Regions from separate parts of the Oryctolagus cuniculus genome. Here region 2 is linked to region 1. The links are chromatin contacts, called in public Hi-C maps. All regions are on one chromosome and are shown on one strand. Each heading gives the region's core, a stretch centred on a gene start, on an enhancer-like site or on the middle of the called end of the contact. The rest is flanking DNA. Distances are from core to core; before and after follow the strand shown. Region 1 has its middle 89 kb from the start of TNFSF10. Region 2 holds the start of TNFSF10 (TNF superfamily member 10).

Region 1 (7,728 bases), core at 3,674-6,173:
TAGGGTTCACTCAAGGTGTTGTACATTCCAGGGGTTCTGACAAATATAAAATGTACCCACTGGTGCAGTATTGCATAGAATAGATCCACTCACCTCAACATCCTCTCTGCTCTGTTTACTCCTCCCTCTCAACTACCCCTGACAGCTGATCTTGTCATTGCCTCTGTAGCTTTCAGAGTGACGTGTAGCTGGAATCACACATTCTGTAGCCTCTTCAGATTGGCTTCTTCTACAAAGCAATGTGTTGTATTAAATGTCCTTCAAGTCTATTTGTTTGTTTGTTTATTTATTTATCTGAGGGGCAGGGTTACAAACACAGAGAGGGAGAGACAGACAGACAGGTCTTCCATCCACTGGTTCACTCTCCAAATGGCTACAATGTCTGGAGCTGGGCCAATCCAAAGCCAGGAGCCAAGAGCTTCTTCCGAGTATCCCATGTGGGTTGCAGGGGCCCAAGCACTTGAGCCACCCTCTACTGCTTTCCCAGGTTATAGCAGAGAGTTGGCTCAGAAGAGGAGCAGTTGGGACATGAACCGGTGCCCATATGAGAGGCTGGTGCTGCAGGGGAGGTTTAGCCTACTATGCTACAATGCTGGCCCCTTTCATGTCTTTTCATGGCTAGGTAGCTTATTTCTTTTCAACACTGAATAATATTTCTTTGGGTATAACACAGTGAATTTATCCACTTATCTACTGAATGATCTCTTGGTTGCTACCAAGTTTTGACAATTATTATAAATATTTGTGTGCAGTTTTGTGTGGACTTAAGTTTTCAGTTCTTTTTTTTTTATATAAGACTTATTTTATTATTTAAAAGGTAGAGTTTCGGGGCAGGGGGAGAGGTCTTCCATCTGCTGGTTCATTTCCCAAATGACCACGATGGCCAGGGTGAAGCCAGGAGCCAGGAGCTTCTTCCCATGCAGGGAGCAGTTAATGCTTGGGCCATCCTCTGCTGCTTTCCTAGGCACATAATCAGGAAGCTGGATTGGAAGTGGAGCAGCTGGGAATCGAACCATTGCCCACATGGGATGCCAGCACCTCAGACAGCAGCTTAACCTGCTATTCCACAACATGGGCCCTTGTTTTTAACTCCTTTGCATAAATTCCAAAGGCATGATTGCTGAATCATATGGTAACAGTCTGTTGTTCAGTTTTGCAAAAAGTTGTCAGACTGTCTCAGTGTGTTTGAGCTGCTGTAACAAACATCATGAGCTAAGCAGGCTGCAAACAATGGGGATTTGTTTCTCGCAAGTCCAGAGGCTGAGCAGTCTAAGATCAGACACTGGCAGGCGTAGTATCTGGTGAGGACCTTATGCTCATAGACAGTGCCTTCTATCATTGTCCTCACATGGCAAAAGAGACCAGCCAGCTCTCTGGGGTCATTTTTATAATGGCATTAATCCCATTTATGAGGTCTCTGCTCTTATCACTTTATTACTGCTAAAGGTTTCCTCTACTATGGTCACCATGGGAGTAAGTATTTCAGCATCTAAATTTAGGCAACACATACACACTCAAACCATTGCACCAAAGTAGCTGCACCATTTTGCTTTCCAACAACAATGAAAAGTTCCTGTTGCTCCATAACTTTGCCAGCATTTGGTGTTGTCAGTGTTTTAGATTTGGTTCATTGTAATGGGTGTGTGATGATATCTCACAGATATTTTGATTTGAGATTCCTTAATGACCTATATACTGAACATCTCTTCATATGCATAATATTATCCGTATATCTTCTTTGGTGAGGTGTCTGTTTAGGCCTTTTGCCCATTTGACCAAGTTTTTGCTATCTTGTTTTTGATCTTTTCTGATTTTTTTTTATTTGACAGGTAGAGTGATAGACAGTGAGAGAGAGAGACAGAGAGAATGGTCTTCCTTCCGTTGGCTCACTCCCCAAATGGCCGCTACGGCTGGCGCTGCGCTGATCTGAAGCCAGGACCAGGTGCTTCTTCCTTGTCTCCCACGCGGGTGCAGGGGCCCAAGCTCTTGGGCCATCCTCCACTGCCTTCCTGAGCCACAGAAGGGAGCTGCACTGGAAGAGGAGCAACCAGGACTAGAACCCGGCGCCCATATGGGATGCCAGCGCCACAGGCGGAGGATTAACCAAGTGAGCCACGGCGACGGCCCCTCTTGTTTTTGATTGTTAAGATTTCTTTATGGGGGCCGATGCTGTGGTACAGTAAGCTAAGCCTCTACCTGCGACGCCAGCATCCCATATGGATACCAGTTTGAGTCCTGGTTGTTCATCTTCTGATCCAGCTCTTTGCTATGGCCTGACAAAGCAATAGAGGATGGCCCAAGTGCTTGGGTCCCTGCACCCACAAGGGAGACCCAGAAGAAGCTCCTGGCTCCTGGCTTTGGATTGGCCCAGCTCTGGCCATTGCAGCCATTTGGGAAGTGAACCAGCAGATGGAAGACCTTTCTCTCTGTCTCTCCCTCTCTCTCTCTCTGTAACTCTACCTCTCAAATAAATAAATAAATAAATTTTGAAAAAAATATTTATTTATGAATTGAGGCTAATAGCTCTCAATCAGATATGTCTCTTACAAATATTTTCTGTCTGCTTGTTTTTTTTAAATGAAATTACATATTCTTGTGCCAAGACTTGATTTGGGGGGATATGGTGGGAAAATAGCATTTTAGGATATGTTGGCTATGTCCTGCGAATTTTAGTAAATTCTTTTTTTTTTAAGATTTATTTATTTATTTGAAAGTCAGAGTTACACAGAGAGAGGAGAGGCAGAGAGAGAGAGAGAGAGGTCTTCCATCTGCTGGTTCACTCCCCAATTGGCCACAACAGCCGGAGCTGCACTGATCCGAAGCCAGAAGCCAGGATCTCTTCCATGTCTCCCACGTGGATATGGGGGCCCAAGGACTTGGCCCATCTTCTACTGCTATCCCAGGCCACAGCAGAGAGCTGGATCAGAATTGGAGCAGCCGGGGCTCAAACCGGTGCCCATATGGGATGTCAGCATTTTAGGCCAGGGCATTAACCCATTGTGCCACAGTGTTAGCCCCGAGTTTTAGTAAATTCTTACAAGCGACAAGCTCTTTTCCTATGTGGCTGGCCTGAAAGGCCAGGAAAAGGAAATGCAGCTTTTGTAAGAAAGGCGGATTTGGTCTCTGTCCCAAAGTTCAAATGACTAAGTTGCAGGTGGGCTTGTTGAACTTTGCAGAGCTAAAATCCAGATTCTTGGCACCAATCTAAAGTTAGAAGAAGCAAATGAAGGCAAATGTGTTTGGAAATAAGACTGATGATATGTGGAGAAAGTTGATTCTTCTGTCCCCAACACACATAGGCAAGGCAAGGCAAGGCAAGGCAAGGCAAGGCAAGGCAAGGCAAGGCAAGGCAAGGCAAGGCAAGGCAGGGCAAGGCAGGGCAAGGCAGGGCAAGGCAGGGCAAGGCAGGGCAAGGCAAGGCAGGGCAAGGCAAGGCAAGGCAAGGCAAGGCATTGTTATTGCCCTAGGATGCGTGCTTCACTTAGACAGGTGTTTATGGCTGGTATCTGCATCCCTAGGTTAGTGCCTGGGCCCTGCCACTTGTTAAATATGTTGACTATCATGTCCAAACAGGAGAGGAACACTTGTCTAAGTTGTCTTTAAATATATTTTCCATTCATGAGCAGTCATTTGACTTAATAAAATTGACTCCCGGATGGCTGTAAGTGTAATTAGGGATCTTAACTTTCACACAAATAATTGAAGAGTGTGGAATTTTACCTAATGTTTAAAGCCAGAATAAGGCTACTTTTCAAAACTCATAAAATGTCTATATGGAGATGAGGAGGGCTAGAGCAAGCCACCAGTTCTGATTTTCTGGATACACGGAATGAGAGGACTTGAATCCTTCTAGCTCTAATTTCTGTTATCTCATTTGGAATAATGAGAAACAAAACTGAAAGAGCTGAGCGAAAGTGAACTTCAGGAAAACGTAACTAATTCTGGGAAATCAGGCTCACGCTCCGGATTTGGCAAGACAATCACAGTGAACAAACACCCTGCTCAGCATGCGTGCACAGATGTGCAATGAACAAAGGTACATTTTCACACAAGGAAGGTGGGAGTGGGCGTGGCTTGAGAGTGTTCCTGGTGGTTTTTTTGCTTCTGGAAGATGAACCTTTAGTTCACTACTTTATCTCAGACTAAACTGAATATTTAAAGCAGATTTTTCTAGCTGAACTAGGAACGTCCAAGCCCATGTCTTTCTATATAGTCTTACTCCAGTAAAAATACTGGAAGTTCTTAGAAGCGTTGTCAGGACTCATCGAACTTTTTTCTTTCTTTCTCTTCCTGATTCTATCTTCAGGAAATTAAATTAGAGATGAAGAAAGTAAAACAAAGAAGAAGAAAGAAGGAAGATATACATGAGAAGGATTTAGACCTAAACAAAAGAAAACACGTCTTAATGTGTTGCTAGAAGAAACACAAATGGCAAAGAACATAGACTTATCTATTATTAATATAGAATTATAATATATAGATACACATACAAATTTTTCTCCCCAATTCACCTTTCTTTTTGTAATAATAATTTCTCAAAGAGACTCTTGGGGGTTAACAATACTGATTTTTACACAAAGCCAGTTCCCCTTTTAATGCTGACTTTCATTTTTTCTCTTAAAGCTGGACAAATTCAATCTTGTCAAGGCAGGCAAAGCATTCAATTAAAAGATTTCATTTCCTTTCATTTGCCGTGGCAGGACGAGGGATGAGCTAATCGACGCATCTCCCCTCTCCTGGGTCTGGCTGCGGCTCCTTTCTCACCTCTGGCAGGCACCAGGGCTCTCTCTGCAGGACCCTGGTGGGCCTGAAGCTGAGCAGCAGCGGCAGTTGCCTGGGGTTTTCTCCCCTGAACAGAAGTTCCGAGGCTCTAACCCTGAAATATGAAAGAGAAGGAAATGTCGAGTTCTAGTCACTAAATATCCCCGTGGATTCCCTTTAACCTTGGCCATCAACTGGCAAACTTTTTCAAAAAGCCTTTGCCTCTCCTTGTTTGGGGCTGAATAGAATAGGCTCAGAGACAGACAATGCTCCAGTTCCATTTGCTGCCCAGACCGGGGGACGTGGTTCTGAGGGACCCCCTTCTGAAAACTTCATGTGTGAATGAGCTGTGGGAGGAGAATCTGGAGTGCTGCACACATCCTGGGGATGTGGGTATTGTGCTTGCTTTGTTCACTGCATGGAAAAAAACCAAGGCGGATTTATTGTTTCCCTTTGAACTTCTGGAAATTCCAGAACTCCACCTAGGCATATCCGCACTAAGTGCCCTAAGGTCATTATGGTCCATGTGTAGCAGGATTTATGTTTCCCCACAAGCCTCAAAAGCTGACAGAGGCAGCTCTAACTGTGCAAGCAAGGCTGAATTCACCAGGTGACCTCAGGTGAACGGCAGTTTTGATTTCTCCTCTTTTTCCCTTTTCTGAGAAGGAAAATGCAAGCAAGGAGAAAAAACATATTTTGAGTTCTTCAGAGGAAAGGAGCTATCTATCTATCTATCTACATACATACACATATATGTATGCCTATATACATATATGCATGCACGTATTCATATGTGTATACGTGTCCACATTATATGTGTGCATGTATATGTAGGATACGTAGTCACTGATTTGCATGTCTATATTGGTAAAGCTAAAGCTGCAGAAGTGTCTTTGTTATCTAGTGGCTCTCTTACATGGAAACCACGTTCTCCCTTGACTTTTTGTTGGTCAGATGAAGACGCTGTGGGGGCGTGGTGGTGTCTGAACCCAGTTGAGCAAGTGCAGGCATCCAGGCACCACTCACTTGAGTGGCTAACAGTGACTCATAAATCAACTACATTTGCCGGAAGATTAATCTGGAATTTCCCGGTGACTAGACGGAGTGTTTCAGAAAACATTTTACTTAACTTCAAGATGGCAAAATAGTTCATTTTCATATTTGCCCAAGAATCTGAACAAAAGTCATATTGACTTGAGACAAAACCCAAAACACTTACTCAGCATGGAGAGAAAATCCTAACTGATGTCCTTATTGATAGAGAGGGGAAAATAATGCAAAAAACAAAAGCAACCCTAGCTTTTGATACAGCCAAACTCAGAATACACATGAGGGGGTTTGAGTCAATCGTTTTTATTTCCAGTTACTGCTCTCCCTTACTGTTTGTGCAGGATCAAGGTATTTTATGGTCTTTCTTGCCTTGTGGTGGTAGGGTCCAAATGTAATCCTGTTGTTTGCTGTGTTCTCTTCAGTGACAGCTGGAGAGGGAGCAGGTGTGTTGGTGAGGGAAGTAGAGCCCAGGCCCCAAAAGTGAGATGAATCCAATCAATTTCAGGGCTATGGGCATAAACCTTAGAGATCTGAAGAATCTAGCATTCTAGGAGAAATTAACAAACTTCACGAATTCCAGCTGGGTTATTGCTATTGTCTCGGTCCTCCCTAATACAGAGGAACAATGGAAGCTAATTCTAAGAAACAGAAAGTAAAACTGACAAGTGCAACGGAAAGGAAATAACTTCAGGGGCTGTTAATTTTTACAGAATCTGTGTCCAGTACCTTCCTCTCTCAGCTCCCCTAAAGAGCACACTTAACCTGGGACTGAGAACCCGGATGGATCTGAATAATACAAAGTTCCTGAGCCAGGACCTTCTTCTGACTCCAAGGGGAGGGCAAGTGTGATCTCCAGGCTCCCTCTTGCTGGTGTTGTGGGTACCACTCTCAGGAAGGACGCACCAAAGTTATGCACTGGGAAAATGTCACACAGTATGAAGGCAATGGGCTTGGTGAAGATGTTTAGGTGTTAACTTTATCAGTAAATTTCTCATTCTTTCTCATGCCAGACGTGGGCGAAGTACAGAGAAAACAGCAGTGCGCCGGCAGCATAGAGGAGTCACTGCCAGGCTCAGCAGCGCTGCGTTTGAGCTGAGGGTCCCTGTGTCACCGGAGAAAAGAGCTGTGGAAGCCGTGGGCTTCTTGTCTTCATGCAAGAAAGGACTCCGGCATGAGACAGAGAGCAAAGTAATAAGGTTTTACTGGGGCTACGACTGGGAGAAAGGGAGGTTACCTGGCTGAACGGAGAGAATACACCTGGGCAGGCGAGGTGGGCGGCTCAGCAGAGAGCAGAGGGCTGAGCGTGCCCAGTTTTTGTTTAGATTGGGGCTTATAAAGGAAATGGGGGCCAGGTTTCTCCTTTCCCTCCTCCTCCTCTATGACAAAGGGAAAGGGTTTGTGGAGGGTAACTGAGCAGATTCCTCCCCAGAGGTGCTGGCACCGGGCAGAGCGGGGTGGGGTGGGGGGCTTCCCTTAGGGCCTCTGTGAAGGTTTTATTGCCCCATGTTACCAAGTCAGGGAACTCATCTGGTCCTGAGGAGAGAGAATTCTGGGAGCTTTCCTTGGGGGAAGGGCTGGGACCACCTGGAAGGTTATCAGGGTCTGAGCAGGACTTGGAAGTGCAAGGTGCTGGGCTTCTGGGGCTTCTGCAGCAGGTGCTGGTCTTCAGGCTCCCCTCACACACACATGGGTTCATTTCTACCTTCCTGCCTAACACCTGGCCAGCCCATTTCAGCTTTTGGAGCCCCGGAGCACGCTAGCACGCTTGCCTGCTTGCCGCTTCCCCACTACATTGTAGGGTGGCAGTGAGCACAAAATAGGATGGATGAGAAGGTGCTTTGCGACTTGTGTATGCCCTCAGCAGGCACGAAGCATATTTTAGCCCAGTCCTTGCCTAGGAAGAGTCAGAGTGCAGAC
Region 2 (7,728 bases), core at 2,493-4,992, 90 kb before region 1:
TTTCTAAATATTTTTATGCATAAATATTGATTGCTTGTTTTTCAAGATTTATTTATTTAAGAGGCAGAGTTACAGATAGAGGGACACACACACACACACACACACACAGAAATATCTGCATCCTCTGGTTTACTCCTCAAATGCCCTCAACATACAGAGCTGGTCCAGCCCAAAGCCAGAAGCTGGAAACTCCATCTTGGTCTCCCACGTGGATAGCAGGACCCCGAGTACTTGAGCCATAATCTGCTGCCTCACTGGTTCCACTTGCTGGTTTACTCCCCAGATGGCTGCAATGGCCAGAGCTATGCCAATCCAAAGCCAGGAGCTTCCTCCAGGTCTCCCACACGGGTGCAGGGGCCCAAGGACTTGAGCCATCTTCTACTGCTTTCCCAGGCCATAGCAGAAGGCTGGATTGGAAGAGGAGCAACTGGGACATGAACTAACACCCATATGGGATGCTGGCACCACAGGCAGAGGCTTAGCTTACTACGGCACCGTGTATATCCCAATATTGATTTCTAAACAATGAGATCAAGCTCCAGCCACCCTCCCCCTTGCCACATATTTCCTTCATAATCATATACGGTAGTTTCTCACACTGACCTTGGCCATGGCTAGTGACTAGACACATGGTGCTTGGGGTGGTGGTGCTGTGGTTATTCTGGGAATAGTGAGTGATTATTAATGTGATGTGCCTCTCTTCTCTGATCCTCACCACATCCTCCTTACCTAAACCATGAATTTCCTGCAGTACCCTGCCGGTTGGGCTCTCGTCTTGCTAACCACATCTGGGAGAGGACTGGGGCAGTGTGGTCACCTCTGGAAGTGGAGGCTGCTTTTGCACTGGTCTGCAGCTCCAGAAACCCTTGGTTCTGAGAAGTGAGTTTCCATGATGGCTGCTCTTGGTGCCATCATACACATGGTGGTTTGTCATGAGGATGAAACAGGGCAATCCTTACCCAAGTTTCTGGTACATAACAATCTTTTAGTATCTGTTAATTATCCTCTATTTCTAGAATTCTCACTGAATTCTTTTGTATGTGTGCAGTGGGGCTTAAAAAGGTAGAATTAAAAGATAATGCAGGAGCAGGTTGGGGCATTTTGCACAGTGGTGAAGACTCCAGTTGGGACACCTGCATCTCATATCAGAGTGTCTTGGTTCTGCTGCTTGCTCCACTCCTGATTCTAGCTTCCTGCTAATGCACATGCTGGGAGGCAGCAGATTACGGTTCAAGTACTTGGGGTCTTGTCAGACCAGGAAGAAGCTCTTGGCTCCTGGCTTCGGATCGACACAACTCCAGCTGTTGTGGCCATCTGGGGAGAGAACCAGCAGAAGGAAGACCTCTCTCTCTGCCTCTGCCTCTCTCTCTCTGTAACTCTGCCTTTCAAATAAATAAATAAATAAATCTTTAAAAAAAATTCCATTTGTACTGAAGACATTTTTAAAAAATCTTTAAATCTTGTTTTTTAAAAAATAGAAAATTGTATGACATAGCTCAGTAGAAAATTAGTTACTGAGTCTTAACATTGGACCACCTGATAATGTGTGCAATTTCATGCAGCTACTATGTATGGAAAATCAGCTTCGTTCTGTTTATGCTGTGAGTAAACAAAGGTTAGGTTGGGAGGTTGGGCTGGCTCCAGATTTGCCAACATTGCATTATTACAAGCTTCTATGTAGACTTAGAACTAAAGGTGTGGTTATAGTCATAGTAATGCTTTTTCTTTGAAATAGGTAGTCTCTTTTAAATGTGCCAAGTCATCTGATTATAATCATAATTTTAATAATTACTTGTATATAAAACCAAAGTCTGTTATCCATTTGCAAAGGAAAAATGTCTAGCCTACTGAGATAACTACATTTATATTCTACAGATAACTAAATTAATATTAACATTTCCTTAACAGACAGTGAACACTCTGTGACTTTTGTGCAAATTATATTTTTCTGAGACTCTCCTTGTCTTTCCTAGTCAATTGTCACATTTGATGTTGCGCAAATCACAAGATGCAACTATGTTGACCCTATCGACACTGCTGTGCAAGGAAGAACATGATGTGGGTACCTGCAGACCTTAGAGCTAGCCCCAGCTCTACCTCCAAAGCCTGGTCTGAGCTGGGGCAATACAGTTCCTTGGGAGGTCTGTAGTGTCCTCAGAGAGAGGGGGTTGGGAGTGGGAAGATCCTGCCAGCTTGTAACTCTCAATGATACTTGATTGGGCAAAACAGACATAAGGAATAATAAGTTGAGTTGGCTTATTTTCAGTACTTTCACATTCATACTTCTAGAAGTCTTATAGTCAAAAAGCTTAATATACTTGTGCTTGTACCCAGACAGTCCATGAGCATAGAGTACAATTTTATTTTCAAATATTTTCTCATGAATAGCCAAATGTTGAGTCTGATAATTTCTTTATCATAGACTTTACCCAAAACACAGCTGTGTCAAGCAGTGGCAGAATGCCAGGCCTTTTTGTTCTCACTTATTGTCAACACAGAAATGCCATGGGGCTAGAACAAAAACATATCTCAAAGATCCCATGTACCTCCTGTCCCTTAGGTCTTGTGGGGAAAAGAAACCTGACATTCCAGCCTGCTTCTGACTTTAGTTCATACACATATTATTCTACTTGATAACTTCTGAAAGTTTGGCTTCTCTCTGTGAAGCACAGAAACAACTATATTTTTGAAAAAAAAAAAAAAAAAAAAGCCATGGGAACAAAGTCCCGATGCTGGTTAACAGGACTGACGTCTGAGGATAAGCATATAGTGCATACAGAGCATTTCTCTCTGTGGAGAACCCGAAAGTGAACTCTCTGCCATGTCTGCCTGAGACTCCACTGGCATTAGCTGCACACGGAACACAAAAAAGCAGTGTTCTGTGGCTGAAGACCACCTGTGGATCACACCCTGACTCTGCTCTTTCTGCCTGTATATTAGTGGCCCCTACCACATTGGTGAAGGCTGCCCTTCACTCAACAAAGATGTTAACACCTTCCTGGGATCTGCACACTCGACCCCAGATGTGCAATTGGTAGCAAAACCAGACATGGGCCTTGTGCCAGCACAGCTACCCTCACTCTCTAGAATTCATGAGTCAAGAAGGATAAGGCATTGATAAAGCCTGGAGCAGAAAGCACTCATGAATGGTAGCAGTTGCAAATGCTATAAAATGCATTCTTTTTTCTTTTTTTTAAAGACAACCACAAACAAAACAATAAATCCACAAACGCCCAGGAAAACACTCTGATTGAACACTCCAAGGTGGCTGAACTGAGGACCCAGACTTTGCCTCTCTTCCCTGGGGAAGAACCAGAAAACCCCCTTGGGAGTTGTGTTTGCTGCCCCTGTAAGAATCTAGTGCAGCCGGTCCTGCAAGTGCAGTTGCTTCACACAGTCCGTTGAACCCGGACTTTGGTGAAGTTCCTAGGCATTACATGCATTTGCAGTTTGAGTCTACAGACAGAGAAAGGGAGCATTTTCTTGCATAGCAAAGTCTTCAAGGAGACACAAGCTGGGAGGGCCAGGAGAGGCAGCTACCTGGCCGTTGCTGACAGCCTCCAGGACTGTGCATTGTACTGACCTGCTTCAGTTCGTTGGTGAAGTACAGGTAAGTCACGGCCACACAGAGGGACTGCAGGAGCACTGTGAAGATCAGGATCAGCACGCAGGTCTGCCCGGCACTGGGGCCCCCCAGGGCCTGCACAGAGGACATGCCTCTGTCTGGGTCTGAATGCCCCATGTCAGCCAGGCAGCTGGTTACTGTGAGGCAAGCAGAGAGCCGGGGAAGGGAGGTGGAGTCTCAGTTTCATTTACTACCAACCAGGAAGCGACACTGAAGGCAGCCTGCTGGAGAACAAGCTCAAGGGCACAAGAGTAAAATTCCCCGATGTTCTTTCTCTTTTATAGTAGCAATGTCAGGGATCAAGGAGTTAGCCACTCCTTTTAAAAAAACATTCAGAACCAAAAGTGCTTAAGTCAAAGGGCTCCCATTCCAGCACAAAGTGCCTTCTGAACCCTGTTTGTGGACCATGCATGCCCAGAAACCCTGTCAACTCCCAGGCACCACCGCACATCTGTCAGGCTGCAGGCTGCCACAGGAACCCTGCAAGTCTGCCCACAGCCTGGGGTCACTCTGGTCTGGGTGTGAGGAATCAGATGGATGGACAGGCAGTCAGGTTGGTCCCAGTGGAAATTTAGGGTGCAAAATGCTTTCTTCCTCCAAAAGTTATCTTTAGCAAAGTTGAAAGCGTCCAGTTTTATCATAAGAATAGCAGGGGAGTGGGGATTCCATCCTGAGCTCACAGTTTCTGTAAAAACAAGTTACCTATTTCACCCCTCCGGCAAAGAAGACTGCAGATCAGGTCTTTTGATGGGTTTTGTCCTTGCCTTGTAACTGAATGTCAAGCCGGTAAGTTTCTTCTTCCCCAAAATTGTGCTTAAAAACCCCAGTACCACCATACTCCATAGGGTTTTGCCTTTCTTTGAGCTTCCTCCAGGTCACTCTGGCTGGAGGTTTCTGACTTTAATAAATCTTGCTTTTAAATCTTTGCCTTCACTTGGAAATTCTTCTTCCATGTGAGACGAAGAACCAGGGTAATATTTTCTCTGCTGCCATTTCACATGGGGATGTGACTGCAATTGGGAAAAGCATCCTTTGGTGTCGATCCAGTGGTGACACTGTGGCCTCCATGCCACAGCTCTGCACCCTGGCAGTGTTGCAGGCAAGGCGGTGTGGGGTGGGGTGCCAGCAAACAGCTCAAGCGTTCAGACTGCCGGGGATGAGATCTCAGCCCTGATGCTTCCTGACGGTCATAGCTGGCTTCCTAAGGGCTCTATTCACAAGCCACATCGTCTGCCAAGTGGGAAGCATGAGGGCGTCTCTGCAGAAGGTGTTGGGGAGGCAGGGTGACTTTCTCAAGGCTGACACAAGGAGGGTGCACAGTAAATGCAGACTTACCTGTCCGACTGTATTTATAGAGAGTGCACACACAGCCTGCTCATCAATTGAAAGATTTAATCCTACCTAAGCCTTTGTAAGGTTTTGCTGGCAGTGATAGACAAGGAGTTCCAGAAAATGTCACCCAGAAAGACTAAGGACATGCACCTCGGTCATTTGGATAGCTGTACTCCTGAGGATTAATAAAAGGATTCAGTACAAATCCCAACCTCCAGGAAGCCCCCAGTGAATGGCACCAATTGCTACGGTCAGGGAAAACAATAGGAAGCAGGTGAAATTAATTTCAATAATATATTTTTGTTTAATCCAAAACATCCTAAATACATTCCAACTTCAACCAAAGTCTTTTTTAAAACAGTGGCATTCTCTTCTTCACACCAAGATTTTGAAATTCTGCATGTATTTCATACTTTCAGCAGATAGCAATTCAGACACTAACTCTTCATCAGAAGGCTTGACTGTATTCAGATTTCATGAATTTATAGTAGGAAAAGTAGATTATCATATCACACTTTTCCAAACATAGTTCAAAATTTCCCATTAACTGCAATACCAGTTTTAAAATTTAAATTAAAATAGAATAAAATAGGAGTGAGCATTTGGGGCAGCAGTTAAGATGCCACTTAGAACACTTGCAGCCCATATCCAAGTTCCTGGTTTGAGTCTTGGCTCCTCTGCTTCGGATACAACTTCCTGCTAACGTGCACCCTGGGAGGCAACAGATAAGGGCTCAAGTACTTTGGTCTCTGGGAGACTCGAAATGAGTTTCAGGTTCCTGGCTTTGGCCTGACCCATCTCTTGCTGTTGGGGGCATTTGTGGAGTGGAAGATCTCTTTTTGTTTCTCTGCTTTTCAAATATAGTGAAAATAATTTTTAAAAAATGAATAAAACAAAAATTTCAGTTCCTCAGTCACACTAGCCACATGGAGTGCTCAGAAGCCACCTACATCCGCTGTTAACAGACAGCACAGGCCTAAGTTGGCCCTTGTCTGATTGACTGTGGGGCAAGTTTTCCATGCTGACAAGCTAAGGCCACCCCTGTGCTCACACTTTTATTAGAGTCTCTGAGAACTCCTTCTCCAGCCCACAGACCGTCCGCACCGACATGGAATTCCCTTCTTACTTGAGCTATGCTGGTGGCCCTTTCCTGTTGGGGGTGAGCATGAGGGCCAGGAGGAGTTTCTCTTTCACAACATATATGAGTTTAAGTCACTACCTATCAAGTTCCTGCACAGTACCTCAACATAAACTTTCATTTTTTTCTAATTCTACACTTCCAGTTGTAGTAGGTGCCTCCAGGTGAGTGGGATGATTATGTGATAAGAAACCGAGGTAACAGTTTTGGCTATCTTCCATTCTGGAGTACTTTTAGCTTGATATAGACAGCCAAAGAAGGTCTGAGGGGTGCGTGTTACCCTCTTAGCCACCGCTTCATCATACCTATAATGAAAGCAGGCTTGGATAATTTTCTGCACATGGGAAGATGTTTCTAAACAGTTTGTGAGTATGTGCCAGCAAACAGGAGCCACATGCACCTGCTCATTGACACACCCCCCCAGGGAGCTTTAAAAATACTGAGTCCTGGGGCCAGGACACACTCACTCTCTCTCTCTCTCTCTCTCTCTCTCTCTCTCTCTGCCTCTGCCTCTCTGTAACTCTGCCTTTCAAATAAATAAATAAATAAATAAATCTTTTAAAAAAAGGTGGAATCCCATCACCATCTCTGAGCGTTAGCTTCAACATTTATAAATGAGAAAAGCTGCTAGTCCTCTTGACACCAAGGGATTTTTCTCTTAAATAATATTATTATTTTTATGCTGTTCACTTCCCATCTGGAAAGGTGGTGAGTAGTTTCCCGGCCACACGGGACACAGCTGCTCCTCTCCTATGAGGAAGCACATTGCTAGGAAGCAGTCAATGAGACTGTCAAAGTCCTTGCTGGCAGCATTTCCCAATCTTGATTTCAGAGCAAGAGTTAGTTCCTCCAACGGCTTGCTGTCCTCATTTCTGTCCTGGGCTGGAGACATTTCTGCTCAAACCTTTGTCCCCAAGGGGTCCCAAGTCTTTCCGCATGTCCCTGGGGAAGCCTGGGAGGTCTGTCCTCAGGCTGGGAGTCTGGCTATGTTCCTTTCCCTTTGCCTGTTAAAACAAAGCATAACAGACTGGGGGCTTGAACTGCAGGAATCCATTGCCTCACAGTTCTGGATGTCAGAAGTCCAAGATCAAGGTGGCAGCAGCACGGCCTGTGCCAGGCTCTCTCTGGCTCACAGGTGCTGGCAGCTCTGTATGTCCACACATGGTCGTACTCTCTGTGTCAATATGGATTATAATGGGTCCACCCTAAGGAGTTCAGGTGAACTTAGCTTTCTCTGTAAAGACCCCGTCTTGAGATACAGTCACATTTTGAGGTTGGGCCTTCAACTCTGACTGATGGGTACTCACACCGATCTGCTTTGTCAGGGAGGGTGCCCCTACCTGTTGCACCTCTGAGCTGATGGCTGGGTCACACCCAGAACAAAGGTTTGCCCAGCACTGTCCTTGGGCCTCCTCACTGAGTGGCAGGCACCCTGAGTCTGCTGAGCACATGGGAGCTTTGTTTAGGATCTGTGGCCAAAAATGCCACATACCTGGCTCCTCGACTTCTATCTGGCCTGGGTTTGGGCGCTGCTTTCAGCAGTGCTGCTGCCTCAGTTTCTAGGGCCTAGCCCCTCAGCCGCATTTGCTATCCTGCGGCTCCCTTTCCAAAGAAAGCACAGGCAGATAACTCC

What was found. A called contact is a pair of places that touch in the nucleus more often than the background predicts.
Region 2: a Hi-C map of psoas muscle shows a contact between it and region 1, with 6 times the contacts expected there. The contact joins the promoter of TNFSF10 here to the enhancer-like site in region 1. A contact is called at or near these places in 2 of 6 Hi-C or Micro-C datasets (psoas muscle and an unstated tissue).

Annotation. Positions count from the first base shown.
Region 1 is chr4:107,634,871-107,642,598 of mOryCun1.1, reverse strand. No RefSeq gene overlaps it. Among named protein-coding and RNA genes, the nearest start is that of TNFSF10, 89 kb to the left of the region's middle. Within about 2 kb of position 4,923, at least 2 of the 8 cell types and tissues checked have an H3K27ac peak or open chromatin away from gene starts, as enhancers often do.
Region 2 is chr4:107,723,930-107,731,657 of mOryCun1.1, reverse strand. TNFSF10 (TNF superfamily member 10) reads right to left here and starts at 3,742. Exons shown (of 5, transcript NM_001329085.1): 1 at 3,584-3,742. The coding sequence starts at 3,742.